Linked DNA regions of Macaca mulatta: region 1 is linked to region 2. Evidence: chromatin contacts called from public Hi-C data. All regions are on one chromosome and are shown on one strand. Each heading gives the region's core, a stretch centred on a gene start, on an enhancer-like site or on the middle of the called end of the contact. The rest is flanking DNA. Distances are from core to core; before and after follow the strand shown. Region 1 holds the start of DLK2 (delta like non-canonical Notch ligand 2). Region 2 holds the start of YIPF3 (Yip1 domain family member 3).

Evidence for each region. Hi-C and Micro-C count contacts between places; a contact is called where the count stands out from the background.
Region 1: a contact with region 2 is called in a Hi-C map of cortical neurons, with 5 times the contacts expected there. The contact joins the promoter of DLK2 here to the promoter of YIPF3 in region 2. A contact is called at or near these places in 8 of 14 Hi-C or Micro-C datasets (CD4 T cells, blood, cortical neurons and 4 more) and 1 of 4 datasets of contacts at active chromatin or transcription factors (intermediate progenitor cells).

The regions. Positions count from the first base shown.
Region 1 is chr4:138,661,480-138,664,620 of T2T-MMU8v2.0, reverse strand. DLK2 (delta like non-canonical Notch ligand 2) reads right to left here and starts at 1,823. Exons shown (of 6, transcript NM_001266365.2): 1 at 1,799-1,823; 2 at 1,145-1,275; 3 at 807-870. The coding sequence starts at 1,220.
Region 2 is chr4:138,602,141-138,605,117 of T2T-MMU8v2.0, reverse strand. It overlaps YIPF3 (Yip1 domain family member 3), which reads right to left and starts at 1,475. Exons shown (of 9, transcript NM_001260624.1): 1 at 1,206-1,475; 2 at 365-571; 3 at 71-177. The coding sequence starts at 1,286. It overlaps POLR1C (RNA polymerase I and III subunit C), which reads left to right and starts at 1,571. Exons shown (of 10, transcript XM_077999887.1): 1 at 1,571-1,660; 2 at 1,788-1,859. The coding sequence starts at 1,592.

The sequences.
Region 1 (3,141 bases), core at 574-3,073, 59 kb before region 2:
GTCTCTACAAAAAAATACAAAATATTACCCGGGCATGGTGGTGCGCGTCTGTAATCCATTATTGAGGAGGCTGAGGCAGGGGAATCACTTGAACACAAGAGGCAGAGGCTGCAGTGAGCTGCAATCGCACCACTGCACTCCAGCCTGGGCAACAAAGCGAGGCTCCGTCTCAAAAACAAAACAAAACAAACAAAAAAAAGTCATCAAGACTATCCTCCCACCATGATTCCAGGGCAAACGCTTGACCCATATTTTAAAAGCTTTCCAGGGATGAAGAGTTTCAAAGACCCCCAGCCAATTGAACTGCCTGCCCCATCAGCTCATTTCCTTATGTCCACTTTCCTCCTGCTACAGAATGTGCCCAATCTCCACTCTCCACCCCAGTGAGTCAACTACTCAAACTCATCAAGGAAGATACTCTTTCATTGTAAGTGTTTCTCCCCAGCAACTCTCCCTGCAGCATTTCTTTTCCAGGCTAAACAATTTCCCTTTCTCTCGTTCCTTTATCTTTCCATTTCCTCATGGCACCCAATCCCCAAGCTCTCTAAAGCTTTAGGTCTCTCTCCCTGTATCTTGAGGAGCAATGGTTCAGACAATCCCTGGATCAGATTTGGGAGATTAAAGAAGTGGGGAAATAAAAACTGGAAGAAGCAAGAAAGCTGAGGTAAAGGGGAAAGGGGGGCTAGCCAGTCAGCCATAGGAGGCATGAAGAGTAGAGTGTGAAGCCCCTAGACACTCTGTTGTGCATGTGAAGGGCTTGGAAATGGGTACCAAAGGGTTTGGGGGCACGTGCTCAGGACAGGTACCTGCAGGAGCCGTCAGGTGCACAGCAGCCGTGGGCCAGGTCACAGTGGGAGCTGCAGTCATCGGCTGCAAGAGATTGATGTGGGAGGGGTGAGTCTGAGTCAGGGCACAGCTCGCTGGGATGCGGGACTCAGGAGAGGATTGGGGTTCCGGTAACTGAGTGGACTCAGCCCTAGGGCAGGACATAACACAGAAACCCATCCCATTCCAAAGAGGCAACCTGGTCTTCCTTGCCTCGCGGGTCGGAGCGACTGCAGTGCCGTCTCCGGCCGGCAGAGGTCAACGTGCAAGCGAGGACGGCTGGACAGGGCCGCGACTGGAGCCCGGTGGACGCGCTCACCTCGGACAGGCTGACCGGGAGCCCCCAGAATGCACAACAGGCACACAAGATGCAGGCAGCGGCAGCCGCTGGGCATGGTCAGCGCCGGCACCAGGGGGGACGGACGGATGGACGGCCGGACGCGTGAACACCTGTGGGACGGCACCAGTTAGGAGGCGGTCGGACGCGGAGATAGCGGCACGGATACGGGTTCCAAGTGACAGGAGCCGCCGAGGGAGAGGAGCGCCGGGACAGAAGAAGGGGATGGGGGTAGCGGGAGGGTGGGGGCAGGGAAGGGTTGAGCAGGCGAGGAGCGCGAGAAGAGCGAAGACAGGAACCCGGGAGCCAGGTCTGCAAGAAGGAGGCGAAAGATGGGCAGCGTGGAGCGAGGCCAGGCGCGGGAATGGCTGGGGCTGGGATCGCAGTCAGGACAGAGGGGTCTGCGGGATGGGGACAGCGCCAAGAGGCGGCCTCGAGCACCGAGGGAACGCGGGGGCCGGAGGGAGGGACGGTTCCCGGCAGCGAGCAGTCTCCGCCCCACGGCTCCGACAGCCCCCCCACCACTCTCTCCCACGTCCCCTTCCTATCTCCGCCGCGCTGGGCTCGGCGGCAGCGCGGGGCCTGGAATCCCCACCGCACCCGTAGCCCCGCGCGCCCTGTCCCCTCAGTCCTCACCTCCGGCGGGGAGGTGCCGCGCCCCGGGGCGCAGAGCGAGGCGGGATCCGACGGGCGCCGCCGAGGGGCCGTGGGGGAGCGCGGGGCCGCCCCTAGCTGGCCGCGGGGCCGGGCGCCGAAGCGGCTGCCATACGAGCCGAGCGCTCAGGAATCTGGGGCTCCAGGCGACCCCGAGCGGCGGCGGCGGCGGCTCCTCGCGCGCGCTTAGGCCCCCTGCCAGGGGCGGAGCCCGCCCCCGCCCCCCCCCCTCCCACGACGCACGGCGCACACCTAGCACCCGGCGCTCCCCGGGGCCCCGGCTCTTCGCGGCCACCCAACGCCCCGGACCCAGCTTCCTTCCACGAGAGGAGGAAATCTTGAGTCTCAATTGGAGCAAACTATTAAGCCAGAGGCGCGTGACCCCGTTATTCTCCCATCTCCCATGCCCACTTTCCCGACCAGCGCTCCGCGGCCCACGCCCCAGCCCTGCCCTAGCCTGTCCGCCGCTCATCACGCTTCTCATATAGATCCATGCACACGCAGGCAATCGCTCCCCTCCCTCCGCCTGTCACCAGCCCACGCCTCCCCGCTTGTAAAGCCTTCATCACCGGCTTCATCTGTGTGCTCCTCTGCTCCTCCTCGCCCTCCGCTTCTTCCTGTCCATGTCGCCGTCTCCAGCCTTCCAAGATCAACCTATCCCTATATAAATATAACCCGATCCATCCACCCACCCACACCCTGGCCCTACCCCCACCACCCTTCCCTCCCTCAAGTCTCAGCCCTTCCACCGCATTCCTTTTTGTGACTGCATCCGAGAATCCTTTCTGGACTGGGAATGTACCTGACTCTGTAAACGTGAGCACAAAACCCCCTCCACCGCCGAGTTGCTTCTTCCGTACCCTATCACGTTCGTCCTTGGCCTCAGGCTAATCCTCAACTGCCCAAACCTGGAGCTCAGATTGAGAGTAACGGAGGGGGTGTGGGGGAAGGCTGTCCTCCAGGCCTCTTTGCCGCTCCTGGCTAATGGCTCAGAGACACATTTCAAGACAAGGACCCAGCCAAGCGCGGTGGGCTCACGCCTGTAATCCCAGCACTTTGCGAGGCTGAGGCGGACGGATCACCTGAGGTCAGGAGTTCGAGACCAGCCTGGGCAACATGGTGAAACCTGTCTCTATTAAAAATACAGAAATTAGCCAGGCGTGGTGCCGCGCGCCTGTAATTCCAGCTACTCGGAAGGCTGAGGCAGGAGAATCGCTTGAGAACCTGGGAGGCAGAGGTTGCAGTTAGCCGAGGTCACGCCACTGCATTCCAGCTTGGGGGACAGAGCAAAACTTCTACCCCCACCCCCACCCCCCCACACACAA
Region 2 (2,977 bases), core at 226-2,725:
AAATCTGATTGTAGTGTGCATAAAGGACTAGGTGTTAGGAGGGAAGCTTCTTCAAGAGAAGGCTCCTCACCTGCTCCGCACCTGAGCAGGCTCCACATCAAAGTACGGTCTGAGGATGTCGATGTTGGCGTACAAGCTGAAGGCCCTGGAGGCTTGTCTCTTCCCGGCCTGCCACATCTGAAGTAAGGAAGATGGGCATAGGTATTGTGGGACTGTTGGTTCTAGACCCTGTTGCCTATTTTCCGCTTGATTTCTACATGGTTCTAACTGGACAACCTGGGGCAAACATCACCAACACCAACTCCAGAACATGGGACATACCTAGGTATACCTTTCCACCTGCAGAAGATTCAATCATGCTTACCTGATCTGCCACCTGCCGGCTCAGCTGTCCCTTAAAGCCTTTCATGCCCAGGAACTCTCCATCCTCTTCTTCAGCAGCAGCTGCATCAGCTGCATCAGCGTCTACTTCTTCCTCGCGCAGGCGCTGATGCAGCTCACCCATATCCTCGAAGCTAGAGCCTGAGGTATCATCCATGTTCTCCATGTCAATCACAGCTGAGCCTCCGCCCTGTGAAGACAATGGCTCCTAGAGTGCAGGACTTTTCTGTTCCATCCATTAAGTCCTCTGCTCATCCCAGGGTTTAGGGCTTTGTTCTTCCACTGCTGAGGATACGGCTCGGAATCACTACAGATCATGCCACTCCATTCCCCCTCATATGCTCTCAGAACTCTTGGTTTCTAGCTTTGGCTGAATTTTCTAGCCTGGGAAACATACTACTAGTCTTCCATTCCTGTCTTTTTCCTACCTTACCTACCAAAGACTAAAAGGCTGAAAAAGTGCCCATTTCCTTCTTTCCTAAGCCCCAAACAAAACTATACACATAATATGTTTTCAGCGAATGCCAGTGAATCCCACCCAACCCCACTCCATGCCTGACCCCGACCAACTTCCTAACTTGTTCCAAGAATACCTTCTTCCTAATGCCTCGAGCGGGCCCAGAGACCCGAGACCCTCAGGCTGGAGTACTAGTCTGGCCCTTTCAGGTCAATGTTAATCCTACTGACTTTAGTGTGCACGAAGACCCAAAGAAGAGAGTTTTGCAAATGGAGCGGACTTCCAGGCCCACAGGAAGAATCCTCAAGACACTTCTGGACATCGCTGGCCCTCGGGTTGCTGGCAGCTAGTGCCTTGGGGCCATTACCTGGATGTTTTCTTCGAACCCTCCCCATTCCGGGCCAGCTCCATTTCGGGCGCCGCCCGCCGGCGCCGCTGTAGTTGCCATGTCCCTTGAAGGCTCCCGTCGCTGAAGCCCGCGCTAGCCCCGCGCGCGGAGGAGTGGGCGAGACGTGGGCCTTAGTGAGGGAGACGTCCCGGGTCGAGGAGAGGTGGGATCGGCCGGAACACAAAAAAGAGAAGCCCGGATGTTTGGACAAAACCAACTTCCGGAGGCTGGGGACGTGGACGGAAGCGGGGAAAAGTCTCGCGATATTTAAGATTCCAGGCGGTGGCGCGTTGCCACGGAGACGGAGCCAGTCTACTAGGACGCACGCGCCAGATAGAGCCTCCAGTCTCGTGGAGAGATTGAAGATGGCGGCTTCTCAGGCGGTGGAGGAGATGCGGGGCCGCGTGGTTCTAGGGGAGTTTGGGGTTCGCAATGTAAGCCTTGTGGCCTTGAGCTCGGGCGGGAGGAATGAGAGCGGAACAGGGGTGGGTCTTGGGATTGGCGTGGGGATAGCCGTGGGCTCATTGTCCCTTTGTGGACAAACTCGTCCCTTTGCTCTAGGTCCATACCACTGACTTTCCCGGAAACTATTCCGGTTATGATGATGCCTGGGACCAGGACCGCTTCGAGAAGGTAAGTGGGGCCGAAGTTGTCTGGGGAGGGTTATGAAGGCCAGACCCTGTGGCCTGAGCAGCCTGTGTCTGTCTCAGCAGCTGCTTTTGGGGGTCGCTCCGTTTGTGTTTGTTGAGCAATGTGCTAGACGCTCCGTTTACAGGCCAAATTAGACACGGTTTCTATCTCTGCAGAGATATTCCGTCTTGTTGAGGAATGGTGCGTATAAACAAGTGCATCTAGTGTAATATGGTGAAGGTGGTTGATAGCGATGAAGACGGCAGGGTTGGGGTGGGGAGCATTCCGCTGAGACCAGGAAGAGGGGCCGAGAGGTACTTAACATTTCAAGAGGAGGGGACACCTGAATTGAACCTTGAATGGTAAGTAAAAAAAAAAACAGGAGTTGAATTATGAAAGATTTGAGTTTCACGTCAGTGAAGTTCAGGATATGCAGGTTTTGTGTGTATTTAGTCTTTTGTATTATTGTTTCACTTAGCTTAAAATAAGGGTTAAAATTGCATTTAAATAGATTACTGAATGTTACTCTTTATGCAACTGACCTAAATGTTACCCTTTATGCAGCTTATAAACATGATGTGTAAATCAGTGCCTGGGAAAATTTTACTTTTTTAACCTGTTGATACAAGGAATAAAGTATGAACAATGAAAAAGGCTAATGCTTGAAAAAAAATTATGACTTCTGTGACATGTGCTCCGGGAATGTCCAAGTAGTTCTGGCATGAGTGGTCGGCAAGATTGAAGTGTGTCACACTGTGGATGATAGGGAGCTTGAATAGTTTCTTAAGCAGACATGATCAGATTTGCAACCTTGATGGCTGGGAGGGAATGAGTTTGAGGAGGATCATATGGAGCAGGCAGATCTGTTGTAAGGGAAGCTGAGGTTGAAGATATGAACTAAGACTGATGGTAGAAATAGAGCAAAGGAAGAATATAAGGTAAATTTATGATTGCTTGGATAAAGGCTGTGGGGGTAGCATAAAATGACTTTTTCTGGCTTGGGAACTGCTTTTTGCTTTGTGGTATCATTTACTAAGAGGAGAAATGGGTCTGGGGAACAGGGATGATGATGCATTGTTTTCTGTATGTGGGGAAATCTAGCAGGCTAGAAGACTGCATGC